2 separate regions of the Rattus norvegicus genome follow, and region 2 is linked to region 1. The links are chromatin contacts, called in public Hi-C maps. All regions are on one chromosome and are shown on one strand. Each heading gives the region's core, a stretch centred on a gene start, on an enhancer-like site or on the middle of the called end of the contact. The rest is flanking DNA. Distances are from core to core; before and after follow the strand shown.

Region 1 (5,838 bases), core at 1,910-4,409:
ACAAATGAAAGAATCATGGTCATTTTAAACTGGCAGAGAACTTCTATAACAAGTGTCTTTGTTATCTGACTGTGTACTCCTAGCTAGTCTGGAGCTGGCTTCACAGTTCAGGCTGACCTGGAACACAGAGATGCCCACCTCACCTTCTGAGTGCTGAGCGCTGCACGTGTCATCACGCCCAGCCCTTAGAGTAACTTCTTAAAAAACATTAGCGCGCGCGCGCGCGCATGCGTGTGTGTGTGTGCGTGTGTATTGACATTTGTATGTGCTGGTGCCACAGAGGCCAGAGGAGGATTCTCTGTAGTTGAATTACAGGTGACTTTGAGCTGCTTCACATGGGTGCTGGGATCACACTTGTGTCCTCTTGAGGAGTAGTAACAGGTGTGCTTAGCCACTGTCTCTCCAACCCTCAGTAACTGCTGCCCCCAAAGCTAGGGAGTGAAACTCGGGCTTTGTACACAGCAGGTGAGCGCTCTGCTATTAAGTTTTAGGAACTCCCTGTTGTGTTTGTTTTTCAAAGATTTTTCTTTTCATTTTAAATTGTGTGCTGGGATATGTGCACTCTGCACGCACAGAGGCCAGAAGGGTAGGAATATTGACCCCTTGAAGCCGGAGTTCCAGGCAGTTGAGAGCCGCATGATGTGGGTGAAGAGAAGCACACTTGGGTCCTCTGTGAGAGCAGTATGACCTCTAACTACGGAGGCCTCCCCAGACCCTTCACACAGACCTTTCAACTGATCTATTAAAGGGGAAGTTTTTGGTCACCTGGGAGATGAACCTCTGAGAGTACCAGAGGGGTTCTCTTAATTGTATTAGTAGATGTGGGAAAAGATGTGTGTAGTGTGGGTCTCTGGATGTTGTATCCACGCCGTGTGAAAGAATGGAGAAGGCCAGCCAGTGATGTGGTTCAGTGGGTACTAGCAACCCCTCAGTTAGAACTCTGGAACCCGTATGGTGGACAGACAGAACCCACTCTCTGGAAAAGATGGCCTCTGTCCTCTGTGCTGCCCATTACCCAGTGAATGAATGGTTTTTGGTTTTTTGTTTGTTTCTTTCTTTAAAAAAAAAAAAAAGTCTAAGGGTTTGCTGAGTTCATGCTTTTAAGCCCAGCACTATGGAAGCAGATGTAAGCAGGTATCTGTAGTAATTTTTAGGCCTGCCAGAGCTGTCTCATAGCAAGACCCTGTCTCAAAAAATAAATTAAGTAAATAAACAAATAAATAAATAAACGGAACAAACAAAACTAAAACAACAACAGAGACTGGACTGGACACAGCTAACTCACCGCTCTCCGCCCGTGCTTGTGGTTGTAATGGGAGCAGTTCTGCTGCTGCTCTGACATCCTAGCTGTGACGCAAGCATGAGCTCGAGTTGGCCTTGAACTTGCAATGTTCTTACCTCAGTCTTCTAAGGAGCTAGGATTACAAGTATGAGCCACCATACCTGTCTCCTAGATTTGTTTATAATTTCTCTCATGCTTCCTTATCTTAAAGATACTAATCTTACTGGCTTTCCTACTTCATTTAAAAACGAAAGTATATTAGTAAGTGACTAGACATTTTATATGAGTTTGATATATAGATGAAGCCTTTTTTGAGCTGTGCTTTGTTTGTTTTATTTGTTTTGATACAGGGTCTCATTCTATAGTTCAGGCTGTTCCCAAGATCATTACCATTACCCTTCTGCTTCATGATTCTGAGCTCAGGGATTACAGATGTATTTCACCATGCCTAACTCGGGGAACATAAGTTCACTATGGATTCCTATAGAATCATTTTCACCCAAACAAGTACTTTTCATCATATAAAGTTTCACACAGTGATCGTATTAAGTTCCACACAGTACTTCTATTCTCTTCCGATTCATTCACGGCTCTGTAAATACACTTAGAATCTTTATGTATTTGGTAGGCCAGAGAAGCACACCTTGGATGAGTTATGATAGATAATCTCACCTTAGCAGTGTTACAAGAGCAGAGAGGTCCTCTTCTGGTGTACTTTGTCCAAGCGTGATGTTTAGCAGATTCCTGAGATTCTCCCACCTGGAAGTGGTTTACTAAGGTCAAAGTCATTTTGGCTTATAATTTATTGCTGGGTACTTGCTTTGTGAATACATCTTTTTCTTTTTGATATTAAACTTCCTTCTTGATATCTGTTCATGATCAATGAGAAGGAAAAAGTATCTAGAAGTCAGAATTGGGAGTTTCACCCTATTGACGACACTGGTATAGCCAAGAGTCTGCCGAAGGATAGCAGTTAGTGTTGTTTGCTGTCTTTCTTCTTGGCACCATGTGCTGTCAAAGGCTGGGAGAGTCGATGTGGGGTAGGAATGAAGAATCTCATGCTGTCATTTGTTTATTTTTTTGCAAGGTACTATATTAGATGGTTGTATTATGTATTTTCTTGAGTTTTTTTTTTTAAAAGCAGTCTCATGTAGCCCAGGCTGCCCCCAAAGTTGCTGTGTAGCGGAGGATGATGTAAAACTTGTGATTCTCCTGCCTCCACCCTCTGCTGGAATTACAGTCATACACACCTGCTTTATGGATGTGGGAATGGATCCAGGCCTCTCTGCACGTAAGGCAAGCCAATGTGCTGTCCCCGAAGCCTGCCTATTGAGTATTTTCTCCGTGAGGAGACCCTGTGTCTGAGAAGAGTGCTCTGCTCTGAGAGCCATGTTCCAACCCTTGCTCTACGGCTTTTACCAGCGGAACCCTGTGGCCATAACTAGAGAAGCACGAACAGAGAATGGTGTTAGGTCAGCTTGTGCAGTTCCTTGGAACTTCCACCAGTCTGTTCCTGGGCATCGGGCAGGCCTTGTCAAAGAAGACTAAGTCAACTCCTGAAATAAAACAATTCCTGTGCATATCTAGGGCTCAAGAGCTTTCAGATGATGCCACACAAGAGTCATGGCTCTCCCGTTCTCTTCTCACAAGAGAGCAGTGTTTGAGATTAAGGACTTTTTACGTTTTTCTCTTTAAACTTTATTTCTTAATTTTAAATTGTTATATGTGTGCGTGGGGAGAGGGAGTACGCACATGCCTGCGGGTGCCCTTGGAGGCTTGTATGCCCTGGAGCTGAAGTTACAGGCAAGTCTCGACCTTGCTGAGGAGCGTTGGGAACTGGACTTGTCCTTTGTAAAGGCATCTGCAGTCTTCACTACTGAGTCACCCTGCAGCCCTAGGAGCTCTCACATTTGAGTCATTATTTCATCCACTAGTCAGATGACTTCAGCTAGGCCAGTGTTTTTACTTTAGTGCTAGAAAACTTGTTTATATTACTCTTAGTAATTTGAGAATCTAGAGTTTAAAAATCATTCATGTTTTGACTAAAAGCATAAATATTATTTTGTTATAAACCTTTTAAAATCTAATAACTTTTTTGAAGTATTCATTCATCTAGTAATATTTAATAATTTATTTGTTTGTTATTTATTTGAGGCAGGATCTCACTATGGAATTCTTTCTGACCTGGAACTCCTTGTTATAGACCAGGCTGTCCTAGAACTAGAACTGCCTGCCTCTTTCTCCCCTGAGCTGGAATTAAAGGTGTGCATTCTAAACCTGACTCAGATTTACCCTTTTATTTAAATGCCAGAACTTCGTGATTCTGTTTTTGTTTTTGTTTTTAAGATTTATTTATTTTATTTATATCAGTACACTGTCACTGTCTTTAGACATCAGAAGAGGGCATCAGATCCCATTACAGATGGTTGTGAGCCACCATGTGGTTGCTGGGAATTGACCTCAGGACCTCTGGAAGAGCAGTCAGTGCTCTTAACCTTTGAAGCCTCTCTCCAGCCCAACTTAGTGACTTTTTAAAAATCCATTCAAAGTTATGCTACTGTCACCACAACCTAGGAATTCTGTCAACTCCCCCCACCCCCCAAAGACATCTGACACCCAGTAGACATCACTTGGGATTCCCATACACCCTGAGGCTAGCTGTCAGTCAGTGCCTTCTCCTTAGGATCTTTGCCATTCTCCTGGCTTCTTTCACTCAGTATGATTTAGAGGTCTGTCCATGTTCTAGCATGTATCAGTACATTATCACTCTTTATTGCCAGATAGTATCCTGTTAGAGCATCTGGTATAGTTATAAAGTAGCTTCCTCTGTTCTTTTGAAAGCAAGACTCAGATTTTATTCTGCACATGATGCCTGTGAAGCACTCTGCTGCTTTGTGTCCAAGCCGTTTTGTACAGTTTATCTTGAGCATACATAGTAGTCATTGTTTTCTATATTGTTATCAGTCAGACTGGTAGCATTGGACAATATATTTATATTTTGTCCAACAATTTTTATACTATTAATAATAGTAACTCTTTGTGGGCGTGTATTGAAAGATATTTCTACCATATTTCTATTTTAAGTTGTATTTTATTGTTTAGTTCTCATTTTATTTTTTTATTTTATTTTATTTTATTTTTTGGAGCTGGGGACCGAACCCAGGGCCTTGCGCTTGCTAGGCAAGCGCTCTACCACTGAGCTAAATCCCCAACCCCTAGTTCTCATTTTAAGTTGAAATTAAATGCCTCTTCTATTTTAAAAATATTATGTATTAATTGGGGAAGGGCAAAACTCTGAGTGTAACTGACAGAACCTAAAAGATGTCCATAGTCTCAACTTCTATCTATGAAAGTATCTATCTATACTATTAAAGTTTGAGGTGGGCTTGGAGAGATGGCTCAGCGGTTACTAGAGAACCGGGGTTCGATTCCCAGCACCTACACACACTCTCACTCCAGTTTCAGGGAATCTGCTGTTCTCTTCAGGCCTCCTCGAGCACCAGGCACTGGAGCATAGACATACATACTTGCAGACAAACCACCTACATACCATAGTTATAAAATAACATTTTATAATTCCTTTTCTCTGTGCATATTTGTAATTAATAGACTTGTAAATGAAGGTTATCTTTTTCCTGGGGAAGGCATTGTTTTAGTTTGTGAAGTATCTCACTGTGTTAACCAGGCTGGCCTGGGCCTTTGATATAACATGTACTTTTACTCTGTCTGTCTGTCCGTAGGTGTGCTACCTGTGCACACACACACCGAGCTGGAAGAGGACGTTGAGTGTCCTATTGTCTATCACTGTCAACCTGATTCCCTTTGAATCAGGATTTCTTTCTTTTCTTTTCTTTTTTTTTTTTTTTTTGGAGCTGGGGACTGAACTCAGGGCCTTGCGCTTCTTGCGCTTGCTAGGCAAACGCTCTACCACTGAGCTAAATCCCCAACCCCTGAATCAGGATTTCTTATTGAGTCTGCAGTTTATCTGATGGCCAGAAAACCTAGCCTTCGTCCTGTCCCCATTTCACAGCACTGGCTTACAGGCACGTGAGGTCATGCCTGGATTCTCACCCTGGTGCTGAGGAAATGACTCATGTCCTCATGCCTGTGCAGCCAGTGTGCTTATCTGCTGAGCCATCTTCTCTTTTCTCAGCCCCATGCCTCGTGCTTGCTTTTCTCCCCTCCTCCCTTCCCTCTCCCCTTCCTCTCTTCCCTCTCCCCCTCCTCCCTTCCCTCTCGCCCCCCCTCCCTCCTTCCCGTCCCTCCCCTTCTTCTCTTCTTTGTGACAGGGTCTCATTATGTAGTGTTGACTGGCCTGGAACTCGCAGAGATCTGCCTGCCTCTGCTTCCTGAGTGTCGATCAAACAGGTGCCACCTACAGCCTTCCCATGTTTACTTTTAACACCAACAATATTGTGAACATAGTTTTATTTAAAGACTGCTTGTGAGGGTGGGTGTTTTGCCTGCAGGTGTGTATGTGCACCCATTTGCGTGCCTGGTTCCTGGGGTGCAGGAAAGTATCCTATCCTTGGAGTGGGGTTGGTTGTAAGCCTCCA
Region 2 (5,838 bases), core at 1,154-3,653, 48 kb before region 1:
CTAGGGGTCCCTTTGTGCATGTCAGGCAATTTTCAACTAGGAGTTCCGTTTCACAGTCTGATCTTTAAGAATTAAAATTTACAAAACTTAACTCCTCCTTCCCCGCCTTGAGACAGGGTCTCACTATGTAGCCCTGGCTGGCCTGGAACTCACTGTGTAAACTAGGCTAGCCTCCAATTCACCAAGATCCTCCTGGCTCCTGATTAAACAAGTGTACCACTGTCCCAGGCTAAAACTTTCCTCTTGTTTTCTCTGCCTGAAAATTCTAAGCTCTACAGTAATTATTTTAATATTGATTGTATGCAAAAACATTCTTCTCATTTTACAATGAGATATTATACTGGAATAATTCTTACCCATGAATTACATTCACTTACAAACAGGCCCAGTAAAATTTATTAAATATTATAAACCAGATGAACTGTCCCATACCCAGTGTTTGAAACATAAAGTAGATTTTCTAATATGGTCACAAGTTAACAATCCAATTCTTTAAAAAGGGGGTGGGGCTATTCTTATGAGCCATTTGTTTAAAACAAGGAATACTTTCTCTAGGCATGGGTGCTTTATCAGTCTTGACAATTTGGTGTTTAGGATGAATTGAATATATATTTACCACCATAACTTGGAGCAGCCTATTCACTTGCTATTGGAAAGAGTAAGCGTGCTTTGAACCTCAGAATGTTAGATGATGAAACATAAAGTAGGAAGTGTGCCTATGTCCCCAAATAAAGCCTCTGAGAACATTTTTGAGCTCCTTAAATGGGAAATCCAAATGGGAGGTGGAAAGCAGGAAGGTTGGGGCAGGATCACACTTGGTTCACATCACTCCTTTGGTCACCTTTCTTATTTATAAATTTGCCTCATAAAAGCAGTTTTGGCTCCTTTAAGTTGTAGTACTACAGAAAGGATAGGCTTCAAATAGTGAAAAGCCTGGTTTAGTAGTCCCAGCCTGTAATCTCATTGAGTGGGTAAAGTGGGGAAGGAGGATTGCTGGATCCGGTTGTATTGTGGGCAACAGAAGCAAACCCCATTTCAAAATAAATGAGTGAGCTTAAATAGACAATGGTTACAGATTAGGTGGGAGTGGTAATTTATGCCTATAATGCAGATATCCTGGAGGCTGAGGCTGGACAATCAATTGTCATGAGTTCAAGACCAGCCTAGGTTTAACAAGACTTTACAGATGAACATGAGTGGACAAAGGAGGTAGCTCATCTGAAAAGGTGTTTGCAGCAGCACCGACGACTGGAGTTCAAGCCCTGTAACATGGTGAAAGTCTGGAACGAGTTCCCACAAGTACTCCTCTGATATTTACACACACACATAAAATAACACAAAATACTATTGGCCCCCTGCACGGTGGTACACACTTTAATTATAACATTTGGCAGGCAGAGGCAGAAACTATGTTAGGTTGAGGCCAACCTGATCTTCATAGAAAGTTCCATAACAGCCAGGGACCCTGTCAAAAAAAAAAAAAAAAAAGAAAAAAAAGAAAAGACAAGCACTAGGGAGGCAGAGACAGGTGAATCTCTGAGTTCGAGGCCAGTCTGGTCTACAAAGGGAGTTCCAGGACATCCAGGACTGTTACAGAGAGAAACTCTTGTGTCCAAAAACCAAAAGGAAAACCAAACCAAAAAATATAATATCATCAATGGAATTTTTTTCCACCATCACCCTTACATTAATGTCTATTAAAATCAGTGAACTGCAGAGATTTTACTAAAATTCTGAGGTAGTGGGCTGGAGAGATGGACCAATGGTTAAGAACACTTGTTCTTGAAGAGGGCAAGGGTTTGATTCCTAGCACTCAAGAGGCTGCTCACAACCATCCATAACACCAGTTCCAGTAGATCTGACACCTTTTCTGACCTCCTCGGGGACGTGGCACGCACAAGGCGCACAGATAAATATGTGAGCAAAACACGCATAAACATAAAATTATGAAATCTTAAAAACACTCCTGAGGTGGTATTTGAAACCAGGAGTTTCTCGTAATGGTTAGCTCAAGCACTGTAGTCTCTATGGAGAGGAGGATGGCACTTTGTAGTGACAGGGTTCCGTAATTCTCAGAACAGAAACCAAGAGTGTGTATCAGTTTCCTCATTTGCTCCCTACGTATGTTTCCTTTCTAAGTTCACGTCTCCGCGTTGGACGTTCTAAGTAATTACCACCAGGCCCCAAGAAACTACATCTGTACACCCCCTAAACGACTGTTTACCCGGCCCTGACATTGTATTACTCGTATTTCCTAGAATGGGGAGGGCTAGGGGTTTGCAGAGTTCTGCCTCCTTCCTCTCACTCTCCGGTGATCGCTCTGGGACAAATACCCCCACGTCACTCGGTTCCGAGGTCTGGCCCGGAGCAGCGCAGGGCCGGGGCACGTGACCCGCCCGCAGTCCTCGCTGTGGCCCGCGGCCCGGGATGCAGTCGCGCTGACGTCCTCCTGGTTACCCACAAGCCTCTGTACCCCAGTGCGGGCAGGAAGAGGGCAACCGGGTCCAGTGCCTGCCCGGGAGGACGGGGTGCCTTCTGAGCCGGACGCGAACTCTGCCCAGTACCCCCCAGTACTTGTAAACTGGCAGCCACCCGTCTCTCACTGCCCCGGCTCAGGCTCTCGTCCTAACGTACTACCCGGTGTCTGGGACGCGGAGGCCAGGGCGCTCTGCTGACAGCTGTCAGGCTGTCATCGACTCCCAAGCCTCGGCTCTCCCCGGTCTGCGTCATTGCGTACCGGTCATTAGGTTCTTCCTAACATCTAGGAATTGTAGAGCAGGGCCACTCGAATACCATATGGCGTCTAGTACGTGCTGCCGTTTAGTAAGTATTAGCCTTGCAGGCCCGACCTGGCTGCCCCTCCGCACCAGCCCTTCCTTTCCCTCTGCCTCATCGCCTGCGGTCTCGCGTCTGCTCCAGACTCTCGCGCGCCCCTCCTCTCCGCGGCTGACGAACCTCTTCCTTCTTCGCTCTCAGTGCCGGGTCCCGGACTGCATTTCCCGGCAGGCGCCGCGGCCTCTGGCCAATGGGGGACTTAGGATTTGGCGGCGGCGGCGCCGAACGGGGCGGGGGGGCTTTGTGCGCGGAGGCGGCGGCGGCGGCGACGGCAGCGGGAGCTGGCGGCGCGGAGATCCGGACGGAGGCCGAGGCTGGGGCTGGGTGCCGGGCGTCTGGGAAAGGTGTGCAGCTTTCTATCGGAGCCCCGGGACCCCGCTGCCGTTTGGGGCCGCCAACCTCCGGCTCCTCTCAGGCACCAGCAGCTACGCGGCGACCCCCGTCCGGCCGCCTCCCCTTCGCTCCGCGTCGCCCGCAGCCTTCCGTCTGCCCGCAAACGAGCCCGGCCGGCCGGGCCGTGGCCCTCCTCAGTGCCGGCCGCCATGGCAGGGGTGCTCGGCGCGGGGGAAATCTAGTCCGAGGATTTCATGCGGCCTAGCTCGGTTCCGTCTCCTGCGCCCGCGGTCCCGGCAGCTGCCGGCAACCCAGCCCCACTTCGGGCCTCCGTGTCTCTCCTGTGATCGTACTGACACGGCAGGGGGGTTAGAATGGAACAAACTGAAGGTAAAGTGCTTGTGTATGTGTGTGTTGCGCGTCAGGGCTTAGGAGGATCCTTGGGGTGGGAGCGACCTAAGACCCAGGAACCGTAAGGAGTGAGACCCTGGAAGAGAAGGGGCTGCGGATGGCCTGAAAGGGTTCGGGGAAGGAAGAGCAGATGGTAAGGTGGGTGTGGAAGGAATTGGGAGGTGGGGCAGGTAGGCTTGGGATATGATGTAGTGGTGCTGAGCTGGGAATTGGGAGTAGAGGTGGGATGGGGGCGGGGATAAGGATGGAAACGGGGGAGGGGTAGGAAAAGAGAAGAGTTAGATTTGGACATTAGAGACCTAATGCAAATTAGGATAGGTCTGGAATGGAGTGTGGAAACTAGAAGAGTTGGGGGAAAGGGATAGGGTTGATGGAGAAGCGAGGCATCTTCTGGGAATCAAGGGGAGAAACTAGTGAATCAAAGTGGAGGAAAAGATAAGATTAGGAAATAGGGATGAAAAATGATCGTGTCAGGATGCAAGAGGAGGATAGGAAATAGACGCAGGAAACTGAAAGACATACGATTGGTCTTGGGAAGGACATTAGCAGAGTGTTGGAAGGGATGAGAATTATCGACCAGGCGTCACAGAGTGTGAGGAAAAGAAGGATTGTTATTGAAGTGTTAGAAGGGAAAGCCTTTTGTTCCTATATTTGTGTGTATTCTGTCTTGTATTTCAAGGCTAGAGAAATAGAGAAGCTAGTGGTTATGAGGTTGTGATTGTTGTGAAATGAGGGAGGTGTGGGTGTTACTGTTCTGAGAGAAGAGGAGATGTGTTTGTGTTATGGTAGGGAGGCAGGGAAAGACATGGCCACAATTTGATGGTTTTGGTGAGGGAGTAAAGACTATTCAGATTTAAAGGGGGCAGGGGCAGCCATGTTTGCTACCAGGCACTGCAGTGTAAATAAATTCCCTTTCCTCTCCCGACATCTGCGTGAATCTGGAACCGACAGTTCACATTGTTACACCTCCCCTTCTATTCATGAACTTCTCTTACCTCTTGGGTCATTTACAATTACTCATAACCACGGAAGGACGAGGCGATGTTTCCCATCTTGTGTGTTTCGCTGCCTCTTCTTTTCTTTCCCCTTTTCTTTCTGGTTGCAAAAAAAAGGCATACCGATAAACTGCAGTGTAAAATTTAACCCTTTTTATAAATTAAAAATTAGAATTTTTTAAGAACTAACCAAAGAAATCATTGCTACCATATTTCAAGCTTGATTGTGAAAAGTCTTAAATAATAATTGGTTTCCAACACCTCAGAAGCAAGTCAACACGGTTTTTTTTTTTTTTTTTCCAATTCTTTAAGTAAACAAGGAAATTGCATTGGTTATTTTACTTGGGGCGCTCTTAGAAAGGTGTGGGGAAGATCAGCCTGTTGTAGATCATCTGCTTGGTGAATTTGGAATTTTGGAAAATTAGAAATGTTCCTAGTGATATGCATGTTGTTATGAATAATGCTTTTTTATTAGCTTTTCTCATCTCTTCCCTTTGCTTTCATGTAGCTAGTTCAATACCGTCTCCAAATGCCAGGTCAGTACTGTGATCTGTGAAGTAGGCACGCAATCGTTAGATCCTCACTGAGCTGCCAGCTTCTGGGGGGTGGGTGGATGGGAAGTTCTGTCACTCCCAGGAAAGCTCCAGCAATTCTTTAATGTATTCAGATATAACTACTTGTATGATCTGAATTTAGACTAAGGGGCTAAGTCCTGACAAAGTAGAGGAATTGGTATTTCGAGATCTCTTTTCTATTCATATTGAAAAGTAGGCACCTCACTTAAAATAATGGTAATTGTGGTAATCCAAAGTTTAGCCACGTGTTAGTCTTGAAACTCTTTTCTAACACCAGTGAGTCCTGCTGACTCTAGAGTGGGCTCGGTCATTCGTACTACATACAAATCTTAATAGGAGTGTTCTCTCAGTCTTAATAGAGTTTGGTGGAAAACTTTAATGTTGTTGGAGTGGTACTTGCTGAGATTAGACTTGGAGTAAATGTCAGATTTATAACTTGGAGTATTTTGGTATATATATATATATATATATATATATATATATATATATCTGAAAAACATTTTCAGGACCTATTGTAAAGATAAGTCCTATTCAAAGTTATTTGGCATGCAGCTCTTGGGATTTCTCTGTGTTGATAGACACATTTTATTTGTATTTCTCTCCTGGTTGACATATTGTTTGTAATTAGTAGACTTACTTGCATGAACTGTCAGTGCCATCCTTATAGGAAAATGAGCAACTGTATATTA

What was found. A called contact is a pair of places that touch in the nucleus more often than the background predicts.
Region 2: a Hi-C map of the A7r5 cell line shows a contact between it and region 1, with 1.9 times the contacts expected there. The contact joins the promoter of Nsd3 here to the enhancer-like site in region 1. A contact is called at or near these places in 5 of 12 Hi-C or Micro-C datasets (the A7r5 cell line, hepatocytes, kidney and 1 more).

The regions. Positions count from the first base shown.
Region 1 is chr16:73,117,847-73,123,684 of GRCr8, reverse strand. The region is part of intron 4 of Nsd3 (nuclear receptor binding SET domain protein 3); the gene reads left to right. Among named protein-coding and RNA genes, the nearest start is that of Nsd3, 47 kb to the left of the region's middle. Within about 2 kb of position 3,159, at least 11 of the 93 cell types and tissues checked have an H3K27ac peak or open chromatin away from gene starts, as enhancers often do. A contact at or near this core is called in the A7r5 cell line, where this site is marked.
Region 2 is chr16:73,164,695-73,170,532 of GRCr8, reverse strand. Nsd3 (nuclear receptor binding SET domain protein 3) reads left to right here and starts at 2,403. Exons shown (of 23, transcript NM_001106090.1): 1 at 2,403-2,806. The coding sequence starts at 2,797.